Regions from separate parts of the Hordeum vulgare genome. Here region 1 is linked to region 2. A link is a contact called in public Hi-C data. All regions are on one chromosome and are shown on one strand. Each heading gives the region's core, a stretch centred on a gene start, on an enhancer-like site or on the middle of the called end of the contact. The rest is flanking DNA. Distances are from core to core; before and after follow the strand shown.

Region 1 (6,313 bases), core at 3,730-6,229, 190 kb after region 2:
TCTTGGCCCTTCTTCTTGAAGCTTTTGGACTTCTTCTTCTTGTTGGAGTTGAATCCAAGTCCATTTTTATCATTCGGGGATTTTTGTCCACACAAGACATTGTTGAGTGTGGACATCCCTTCATGACTCTTTTCCAAGTCTTTCTTCAAGGAAGTGACTTGGGCCTTGAGCTCTTTGATTTCCTCTACATGGTTAGTATCAACACAAGTACTAGAGGAAGTATAAGCTTCATTGTTAGAGCAACAAGGCATGGAGAGTAATTCATCACAAGATGTAGCAACATTATGAGTAGATGAATTACAAGGACTAGCACATAGCAATATAGCTTTTTGACTAGAAGTAGTGCTAATGTCCACATGAGGCTCACTCGATGTTACCTTGGTAGTAATAGCCTCATGAGCTAATTTTAGCACATTATGGGATGCTAGAAGATCATCATGAGAGCTTGTGAGCATTACATGACTTTCTTCCAATTTCCCATAATTGCTAGATAGCAACTCTAGTTGAGCCCTTAGCTCAACATTCTCCTTTAAAATGGATGCTTCACAAGAAGTAGAGTTAGTAGCACAAGCATCATCATTAGCAATAAGAGGAGAAGGCACCTTGGCAAGCTCTTTAGCATATGAAGCTTCAAGTTGAGCATGAGACTCGGTGAGTTCGATGAGCGAGATCTTAATAGCCCTTGCGCCATTTTCGAGGTGCTCGTAGTCCTCAAGGAGTATAGCATGTGCAACTTCAAGCTTATCATTTTTAGTTCTAAAATCATTAGCCACCTTGAGAGCTCTATCATAGGATCCTTTAATCTAGATAAATTCTAGAGCAAAGGTTTCCTCAAGAGATTCCTTGGTGGTTTGTTCATTATCAAGAGCTTGAGATAGCTCTGCGATCTCATTAGCGTAATCACGCTCATGACCTTCCATTGTCTCAATGGTGGCCTCATGCTCCTCAAGATGAGCTTCCAACTTCTCAATGTATTTCTTGCCCTCAGTGGCAATAGACATGATTTCCAAGAAGTTGGAACAAGCAAGTTTATTCTTATAAAGAGATTTAAAAATCATTTCACCCTTAAATTTTAAGGATGCAATATTATCACTCTCTTTATCATTATCCTCATCCCCATTATCATCAACATCATCATCATGAGATATATTGGAATTCAAAGTAGGAGATACCTTTGAAGCCTTAGCCATAAGGCAAAAGTGAGTCACGATAGATGATGAGGTAGGATCCCTTGAAGCATCATTCAAGGCCACATCTTGTTCCATGGAGTGATGAATTTCCTCTACGTTGTTAGCACAACAACTCGAGCAAATATATACATTTTTATCATGGCAACAAGATATAGGAGGCATATCATCATGAGATTTAGACACACAGTTTTTACATGATATGCACGGACTAGCAACACAAGCATGTGAAACATTTAGAGTGCTCGAAGTGTTAACGCCCAAAGATGAAGCATTGCAATAATATAGTGATGAAGGATCATCAACAATAAACCCACTTTCATTATTGGAACGGTCACCACTACTCACGATATCATTACCTTGTGGCAATCCACATGTAGGTGAAGTAGATGAAGTTGAGAAGACCACACGACCGGAGGTGGAGGAAGAACAATCATCCCTGCAAATCTTGGACACACCATATTTATCTTGAAGCTTTGTCCACAACTCATGAGCATCCCAGAATGGCATGAGTTGAAATATAACTACATTGCTCAAAGCATAAAAAAGCACATTAGAAGCTTGAGCATTGAGATAAGAGTTTTTCTCATCCTCTAAAGATATATTTTGAGAATCCTTTGGAGGAGAAAAAACCCATATCTACAATTCGCTCCAAATTTGGGTCCAAGACCCGAAAGTGATTAAGCATGCGAATTACCCAAACATCAAAATTTGTGCCATCGAAACTAAGAGTGTCAGTGAATCCTAAACCCCTAGTCGACATCCTTACTCTCTAGGTGGTTAAACCTAATAAAGAGAGACCTAGCTCTGATACCAATTGAAAGGACGTGGATGTCGCCTAGATGGGGGGTGAATAGGCGCTTTAAAATAATTAAGGTTTAGGCTTGAACAAATGCGGAATAAAACTAATGTTTAATATGTCAAGCACAAAACCTCAAACAACTAGGCTCACCTATGTGCACCAACAACTTATGCTAAGCAAGATAAACAACTAAGTGATAGCAAGATATATGACAAGAGACAATATGGCTATCACAAAGTAAAGTGCATAAGTAAAGGGTTCGGGTAAGAGATAATCGAGGTACGCGGAGACGATGATGTATCCCGAAGTGCACACCCTTGCGGATGCTAATCTCAGTTGGAGCGGCGTGGAGGCACAATGCTCCCTAAGATGCCACTAAGGCCACCGTAATCTCTTCACGCCCTCGCACAATGCAAGATGCCGTGATTCCACTAAGGAACCCTTGAGGGCGGTCACCGAACCCGTACAAATGGCAAACCTTGGGGGCGGTCACCGAACCCGTACACGTGGCAACCCTTGGGGGCGGTTACCGGTACCCTTACAAATTGCTCGGGGCAATCTCCACAACCTAATTGGAGACCCCGACGCTTGCCCGGAGCTTCACACCACAATGATTGAGCTCCGAGACAGCCCCAAGCTTCAAGGACGCCAAAGCATCCACGAAGAACAATATCTAGGGTACTAAGTACCAAAGGTAACGAGCTTCTCAAACTTCACTTCCACGTATCACCGTGGAGAACTCAAACCGATGCAACCAATGCAATGGCAAGAACACACGAAGTGGTCAAGTCCCTCACACTCAAATCCCTCCACAACAACGAAAGCTATGGAGAAATATGAGAGGAAGAACAAGGAGCTCACAAAGAACTCCAAGATCAAGATCCAAGGGGTTCCCCTCACATAGAGGAGAAAGTGATCGGTGGAGATGTGGATCTAGATATCCTCTCTCTTTTCCCTCAAGAACAAGCAAGAATCATTGGAGGGATTGAGAGTAAGCAAGCTCTAAGAATGTCAACAATGGAGGTAGAACAAGAGCTCAACGGATGGATAAGACCAAGGAGGAAGAAGACCCCCTTTATATAGTGGGGGAAGGAATCAGACCGTTACCCCCACTTACAGCCCGAGCCCAACGGTACTACCGCTGGCTCCAGCGGTACTACCGCTGACCGTCCGGCGGTACTACCGCTGGCTGCAGCGGTACTACCGCTGACCCTCCGGCGGTTCTACCGCTGGCTGCAGCGGTACTACCGCTGACCCTCCGGCGGTACTACCGCTGAGCCCATGGTAGCGCAAAGATACTACCGGGCCAACCACCGCCAAGAAAGTCTTCGCAAAAATGTCCGACGCAGTACAACCGCAAAGATGACGGTACTAAAATCTTGGAGCGGTACTACCGCTGACCAGGGGCGGTACTACCGCTGGGACAGTGGTACTACCGCCAGCTCTAGCGGTACTACCGATAGGTCCAGCGGTACTACCGCTCGCCACTGAAACAACCATAACTTTCGCATACGAGCTCCGAATCGAGCAAACCCAAGCTTGTTGGATTCAGGACGACAAGAGCTATCCAAACAGTGATAAGACCATACAGATATGAAAATGACAATGATATAGAGATGTGAGTCCTCTATGAATGAAGAACCGATAAAAACTCCAACATCGAAAACATCATAGTAGATGCATATGGACTCCGTTTTTGATGAACTCGAGCTTGTCACGAAGATGACCATAAGCTCTAAAACTCACAAATAGAAACAACAAACAAGAACCAAGAAGTATGATGCAAGGATGCAAATGGTTTGAGCTCTCAACGAACGATACGATCAAGCTACTCACTTGAGAGCCCCCCTTGATAGTACAACAATCTATCCTAAACAGAAAACCTATCAAGGGAAAACCTATACCTTGCACCTCGTCCTCTTGAGCTAGATGATGATGATATTGGCTTCCTCAAGATGGACCACCTTTCTTGATTGCGTTGGCTTGATGAAGACTAGTTGATTGCTCCCCCTTACTTACTATGGGTGAGCCACTCTTCAGCATATCTTCACAAGTCCATTGCCACCACAATGGACGGCAAGCTTCAAGCACGATATATTCGTGCTGATCCTCTTGAACTTGCACACCGCAATCTTGATGACGATCACCACTTGACGTCATCCTTCATGGGTTGTATGAGATCTTCCTCTAAACGCAAGCCCATGGAAGCACACCTAACCCCCACATAGAACTCTCACAAAGACCATGGGTTAGTGCACAAATACGTACTGGACAATGCTTACCATACCATGGGATCACTTGATCCCTCTCGGTACATCTTGTACGCTTTGTGTGTTGATCATCTTGATTTACTCTTTGTCTGACGATCTTTATCAACCTTGTGTCTCTATGACCATTCTTTGGATAATACCTTGAATACCACCTTGGTCATCATATAAACTCCCTGAACCCAACAGATGGACTTCAAGAAGTGCCTATGGACAAATCCTATAAATATAACTTAAGACAACCATTAGTCCATAGGAATTGTCATCAATTACCAAAACCACATATGGAGATATATGCTCTAACAGTAGTCTTCTCCGTCTAATGATCGCACCAACCTATCAACTATCATGGTTATATTTTCCTAAAAAACATGTAGTAAATGCAAATTTGAAAATTTATTCTTTTATCAACGCACATGGATTATCATGCCTTCATTCATATGCACCAAAAATCCAAACTTTTAGGTTCTTTTTAGTTTGTATTCTATATTATTTTAGTGTACGTCTTAAATTTCAGGGAAGGATCATTTACATTGTTTATTTCAAAAAATGGTACATCATACTTATTTCCCGTTGCAACGGAAGGACATTTGTGCTAGTGTTATCAAATTTGGGCAAGCTAGCTCTGGTGGCCTTTGGATTCAGATCCAACGGCTGTGTAGCTCCTGGACCTGGAGCACCGTCATGGCCCGCTCAATCTCTCTCCCGTGTCCCGTGCGACGCACCAGCACGACTCCTCCTCTCTAGCTAGGGTTCCCGGACGCGCCGCCGGCCACGCCCCCCGCACCTCTCCGGTCGCCGGAATCCGCCGCCCCTCCTCCCCGACGTCCAGACCATCCAGGCCGGGCGCCGCCGCACTCCCTCTGCCCCGGGCGCCTCCGCCTATCCTACAGTCACTTCCTCCGCCTCCGCCCCCACTTCAACCCCCAACCCCTCCGCGGTGATGGCGAGCGACAAGCAGCTCAGGGACTGGGTCTCGGACAAGCTCATGTCTATCCAGGGTTTCTCGACGAGCGTCCTCGTGCACTACGTCATCGGTCTAGGTACAGCCGGTTTTACTCTGCTTTGCCGCGGGGCTCCTTCGGTTTCTTCTTCTCTGATGATGATGATCCTAATCTGGGTCCGCAAATCTGTCCGTGCTCAGCCAAGGACTGCTCTTCCGCCGGCGATCTCGTGGGGAAGCTCGTCGACTACGGCTTCTCCTCGTCCGCCGAGACGACCAGCTTCGCCGCCGACATCTACGCCAAGGTCCCCCGCAAGGGCAAGAGCATCAGTGTAAGATTTGGTCCACCTCCTCTGCTGACCAATCCCTTTGTGTCGACAACTGTGTTGCGGCTTTGTCTTCGATGATTTTAATGCTATGCATATATATGCTTTTCCTTTCTTGCCGCAGAATTACCAGAAACAGGAAAGGGATGCAGCAAAGCTTGTCAAGAAACAAAGCACCTACAAGCTGTTGGCCGATGAGGATGATGATGAGATTGACAACCACACGACGAGCTCGGCGAGCGCATCCTCTAAGAGCAGGAAGCATTTTAGGAGGAAGACTCAAGACCAAGACGATGGGAAGGATGATGATGTGAGACGGCGTGGTAGCCACCCTTTTATCGTGTCGCTTTCACATGCCGTGATTCAAATTGATAATGTCGCGTTGCAGGAAACAGCAGCGCATATTTCTGAGAGGAGTGTACGAAGGAGAACAGAAGAAGTGGATGATGAAGACGGCAACGACACTCTGGATGTATGCCCTTCTTTCGAGGAATCTGTTTTTGTTGTGTATATAAAAAAAATGTACGGAATGGTCAATTAAAATGTGCTTTTGAATCCATTATAGCATGTGATGCCTTGTAGGAAGAACAAGAAATTTTAAGGGATCAGCAGGAAAGGGCACAGCTAGAGAAGAACATGAGAGAAAGAGATGCAGTGCACACTCGAAAGGTGATTGTCTTGCAAGCTGATATTCATTTCGTCTCTATGTTTGCTATCACTTAATTTATTCCCAATGAGAGGAACCTCCTTTTTTCTAACAACTAAATAATACATCAAGTTATAACCAA
Region 2 (5,616 bases), core at 1,541-4,040:
AGGAAATCCAAAAGGCCAGTTAGTGTTATGGTTGAAGTTGGATGATGAGAAATGCAAGCAAAATGGTTGGTGAAAGTTTTTGATAACCATCCCAAATTACGTCGCCGTAACATCATATGACATGTCTACCACATTAATTGGCACCGCACAATTAAGAAACACAAGAACTGAAGACTTGCGCCAGTTAGTATTCAATGTGCAGATCGAAGTCCTCTATATTATCCAATCCTACTGCTACGGCATCACCTACAGTTTCCTCTCAATAATATAAAATCCAAGAGGTATTTGAACACCATGCTGAAGGAGTTACAATGACAAAACAATATAGAGCTGAGGTATTTTCACAAATTCAATTTCACAGTGCAACCAATAAAGGTCGTTTTTCTGTTTTCAGGAGAAACATGTAAGACACAACAACATACCTCTATTATAATTGGCTTCCCATCTTTCATTGCTTTCTTCAAATCACCAGCCAAACCTAGTAAATGCAAACAGTACGCAAAAAAGAAAAAGAAATAAGTTCCTGCAGCTAATTATATCCAAAGCAAGCAGCTTCCATGTGCAATACAAAACCCTTTTTTCCACACAAAAAACACATACCTTTGCGAACAACTCTGCATTCTCTGCAAAATTCGGTGATAAGTTCTTCAGGTGAATTAAAATCCCGAGCCCACACAGGTACTGAAGTTAGCGGGGCACTGCATGTGTTCACAGATTACAAGTTTTGGAATGGGGAACCAAGGGAACAACAAACAACTCATATGGCAGAGAATAACTGAGACCAGGGAAAATCTCACTCTGTTGATGTCCGTAACAACTCATAGACCATGTCTGTCTACATGTTATAATCAGGAAATGAAGTCAAGGTGACAATGGTAGCAAACATAACTCATAAATATGGCACATACAATGGCAAGAGAAAATAAACCTGCAAGACATTTGGTAGGTTGAGCCTTTGAGCTAGCTGTGTAGCAATTGTTGATTTTCCAGTGCAAGCAGTTCCACACACCAAAATTACTAGTGGTACTCTTTGATGATGGAATCTGCAGTGAAGGACAGATAGAGCATAAACATGCTATCAAAATGCAACTTAAGTAAAACTTTTACAAAGTAGACTTGACACGAATACAACAACAATATAAGGTTAGCACCTTAAACTATGGAATTCATTCTTATTAATAAGGTACAATTGAAGAGAACTCCGAGGGAGCCTACTCTAGTGAGGTTCCAAACATTATATTATTCAAGATAGAGCTAACACACCTTGTCATCATCTTATACCGATTAATGTAGTCCTCTCCATACCCCCTTTTCTCCATTAGCTGTAAATAAACTAGTATTTTTAAGTTAACAAGACAACAAACATGTCTATTAAAATGAAGTTCAAGGTAGTCACCTTGAAAAGGTTGGCCTCTAAGTCACTCTGTGAACTGCACAAAACATTTGCAAGCATATAAGTCTAAAAATCAGGAATTGATGAATGATGACACACAAATTAGAATTCGAACAGTGAGCTATTCTAAAATAATATGTCAAACTGAGACAGGGACACCTATGCAGACGAAGACAATTAGTATAGCTTGATGAGCCTGATGCAAATTGTGCTGTAGATACACGATATGATTAACAAGAGAATTAAGAGGAAGAATTAGCAGACTGTTTGAATTCATGCATGACTAGGTACACCATAAAACAGAACCGAAGGAAAGAGCATGGTTACATCATAACAAATAGAGGACATAGAGGAAAAAATACAGTGAAGAGCGAACAAACGTACACATCAAGAAGGCTGTTGTCGACGAGCAACTTCTTGAGTTCAAGGGCAATCTTAATGGCGACGTGGTTCGGAATCTGAAGAAGGAGGCGCGAAAGATGAGCAGAGTTGTTAGCTTACATTTTGCACAGTCTTTTTGTTGGTACTTTGATATCGAAACTAGAACTGTAAGTTGTTGGAAGCACAGCGTATTTTTCACTGTTCGTTTGCATTCGATAATGGCAAGGGAAATAGCTTGGCATTTTTTTTTATTTTTTTTTTGTAGAAAAATAAATAACTTGGCATCGCCGGTAGTTGGTCTTAAAATCTCGAGTTCTTGGACCAAACTGGAGCAGCACAAGGCATAGAGACAGCTGACGGCTGTAAGTGGCTAGCTGAACGATCGATCTTTTTGACGTAATATGCAACTTGGAGTCCACACCGCGGATTAAACATCGGGGATATCAGTAAAAACAGAGACATGGCAATGATAACAACGATTAAGGTGATGGAGGGGGAGAGGACGGGTGGACCTTGGTGACGGTGAGCATCCTGCTGAGGAGGAACCTGGAGAGGACGTAGTAGTGGTCGGCGTTCTCCCCGAGCCAGACCTTGACCTGACGGCGCAATCACGGCAGAGAAATGAGCCGGGACGGCGGAGGGCGAGGAGGGATTCGGCCCGGGTGGGGGAGGCGGGGAGGGGGGCGGACCTTGACGAAGTCGTACTTGGAGGAGGCGTTGCGGGAGGGGAGCCTGGCGGCCGCGGCGGAGGAGGAGCCGCCCTCGCCGGCGGCGTGCTCCGGTGGCGGCGGCGGAGGGTCCGGATCCCCGGAGCCGGAGGCGGCCCCGGCCTGGTCCTGCATCGGGTGGGAGGCGCGACGGCGGCCTGATCGATCGGGACGGGGAAGTGCGTGGGCGGGTGGATGCTTCGCCCTCGCCGCCTGGCTTCTTCTCCGCTCGGCTGGAGAGAGAGAAGACGGTGGTGCGGTGGTCGGCGGGTGGCGTCGTCCGCACGCACGTCCGTTTTCTATTGCTTTGCAGAATCGGACACAATTCTTTTCTACTCTAAAAGAAAACTTCTCTTGGGCCAACTCCATCCACATTGGTTTTGTTCATATTATGTCCGTTTGGGCCAATGATGAATCGTGTCCGGACCATTTCTGGGATGCGGTGGTCGTGCGTCCAACGCGCGGACGCATCCTTGGCCGCATCCTGTCCGTCTCATTTTCAAACACAAGCATTCGAATAGCCACGGCCCATAGATCATGCAATGGGCCCTAGATCACGCCGGCAGCACAACCATCCTACATGTCCTTGTCGGCAACACAACGAGCGGCCAGCAACACAGCCGGCCTCCAAAAGAATAGGTTTTTCATCGACAACTCAGCCAGCGGCCGGCTCACCACGGCGATCTGACGCCCTAGTTCAGGCCATCGGCGTCGAACATCTCTTTCTGTCGGGTCACGAACCAGCTCCTTGTCTTCCCGTTCATCTTGCTCAAGTCCACGCTCATAATCGCCAGCGCCACCTCCTTTGCTTTGGTTGCGGCATTGGCGGCCTCGATGTCGAGCTGCCTCTGTTTGGCCGCGGCATTGGGGCCTCGATGTCGAGCTGCCTCTGCCTGGCCGCCTTCTCGATGTCAAGATGGTGACCTAAGGTTTATCAATTCGTGCGAGGCGTAGGATGAAGATGGTCTCTCTCAAGCAACCCTGCAACCAAATAACAAAGAGTCTCTTGTGTCCCCAACAAACCCAATACAATGGTAAGTTGTATAGGTGAACTAGTTCGGCGAAGAGATGGTGATACAAGTGCAATATGGATAGTAGATATAGGTTTTTGTAATATGAAAATATAAAAACAGCAAGGTAATTAATAATAAAATTGAGCACGAACGGTATTGCAATGCGTGGAAACAAGGCCTAGGGTTCATACTTTCACTAGTGAAGTTCTCTCAACAACGATAACATAATTGGATCATATAACTAGCACTCAACATGCAACAAAGAGTCACTCCAAAGTCACTAATAGCGAAGAACAAACGAAGATTATTGTCGGGTACGAAACCACCACAAAGTCATTCTTTCTGATCAATCTATTCAAGAGACCGTAGTAAAATTACACGAAGCTATTCTTTCAGTTCGATCCATCATAGAGTTCGTACTAGAATAACACCTTAAGACACATATCAACCAAGACCCTAATGTTACCTAGATACTCCACTGTCACCTCAAGTATCCGTGGGCATGATTATACGATATGCATCACACAATCTCAGAATCATCTATTCAACCAACACATAGAACTTCAAAGAGTGCCCCGAAGTTTCTACCGGAGAGTCAAAACGTGTGCCAACCCATATGCATAGGTTCCCGAGGTCACGAAACCCGTAAGTTGATCACCAAAACATACATCAAGTACTCACATGAATATCCCATTGTCACCACAGATATACACGTGCAAGACATACATCAAGTGTTCTTAAAGACTCAATCTGATAAGATAACTTCAAAAGGGAAACTCAATTCATTACAGGAAGGGAGAGGGGGAAGAACATCATAAGATCCAACTATAGTAGCAAAGTCCGCGGTACATCGAGATCAAGACATCTCAAGAGCACGAGAGAGAGAGATCAAACACATAGCTACTGGTACATTGTTGGGGAACGTCGCATGGGAAACAAAAATTTTCCTACGCGCACGAAGACCTATCATGGTGATGTCCATCTACGAGAGGGGATTTCCGATCTACGTACCCTTGTAGATCGCACAGCAGAAGCGTTAGTGAACGCGGTTGATGTAGTGGAACATCCTCACGTCCCTCGATCCGCCCCGCGAACCGTCCCACGAACCGTCCCGCGGTCCGTCCCGCGATCTAGTGCCGAACGGACGGCACCTCCGCGTTCAGCACACGTACAGCTCGACGATGATCTCGGCCTTCTTGATCCAGCAAGAGAGACGGGGAGGTAGATGAGTTCTCCAGCAGCGTGACGGCGCTCCGGAGGTTGGTGATGATCTAATCTCAGCAGGGCTCCGCCCGAGCTCCGCATAAACGCGATCTAGAGGTAAAACCGTGGAGGTATGTAGTCGGGCTGCCTTGAAAAGTTGTCTCAAATCAGCCCTAATTGCTCCATATATATAGGAGGAGGGAGGGGAGTCTTACCTTGAGGCTCAAGGAGCACCAAGGGCTGCGCACCAAGGGAAGGAGGAGTCCTCCTCCAGTCCTAGTCCAACTAGGATTGGAAGGTGGAGTCCTTCTCTCTTTTCCCACCTTTCCTTTTTTTTCTTTCTCTTCTTTTGGTTTTTCTTTCTCTTGCGCAAGGCAGCCTTGGGCTGACCCCACCTACTTGGTGCGCCACCCCCAAGGTCCTTGGGCCCTCCCGGGTGGGTGGTCCCCCCTCCCGGTGAAGATCCGGAACCCATTCGTCATTCCCGGTACATTACCGGTAATGCCCGAAAACCTTCCGGTAACCAAATGAAGTCATCCTATATATCAATCTTTGTTTCCGGACCATTCCGGAAACCCTCGTCACGTCCGTGATCTCATCCGGGACTCCGAACAACATTCGGTAACCAACCATATAACTCAAATACGCATAAAACAACGTCGAACCTTAAGTGTGCAGACCCTGCGGGTTCGAGAACTATGTAGACATGACCCGAGTGACTCCTCGGTCAATATCCAATAGCGGGACCTCGATGCCCAGATTGGATCCTACATATTCTACGAAGATCTTATCGTTTGAACCTCAGTGCCAAGGATTCATATAATCCCGTATGTCACTCCCTTTGTCCTTCGGTATGTTACTTGCCCGAGATTCGATCGTCAGTATCCGCATACCTATTTCAATCTCGTTTACCAGCAAG

The links. A called contact is a pair of places that touch in the nucleus more often than the background predicts.
Region 1: a contact with region 2 is called in a Hi-C map of seedling, with 4 times the contacts expected there. The contact joins the promoter of LOC123449983 here to the promoter of LOC123449981 in region 2. A contact is called at or near these places in 3 of 6 Hi-C or Micro-C datasets (leaf, seedling and an unstated tissue).

What each region holds. Positions count from the first base shown.
Region 1 is chr4H:603,891,167-603,897,479 of MorexV3_pseudomolecules_assembly, forward strand. It overlaps LOC123449983 (pre-mRNA-splicing factor ATP-dependent RNA helicase DEAH1-like), which reads left to right and starts at 4,980. Exons shown (of 27, transcript XM_045127375.1): 1 at 4,980-5,299; 2 at 5,401-5,531; 3 at 5,650-5,835; 4 at 5,914-5,997; 5 at 6,108-6,194. The coding sequence starts at 5,200.
Region 2 is chr4H:603,698,700-603,704,315 of MorexV3_pseudomolecules_assembly, forward strand. LOC123449981 reads right to left here and starts at 2,791. Exons shown (of 17, transcript XM_045127372.1): 1 at 2,464-2,791; 2 at 2,287-2,370; 3 at 1,778-1,851; 4 at 1,397-1,430; 5 at 1,264-1,322; 6 at 929-1,043; 7 at 798-835; 8 at 601-698; 9 at 423-478. The coding sequence starts at 2,616.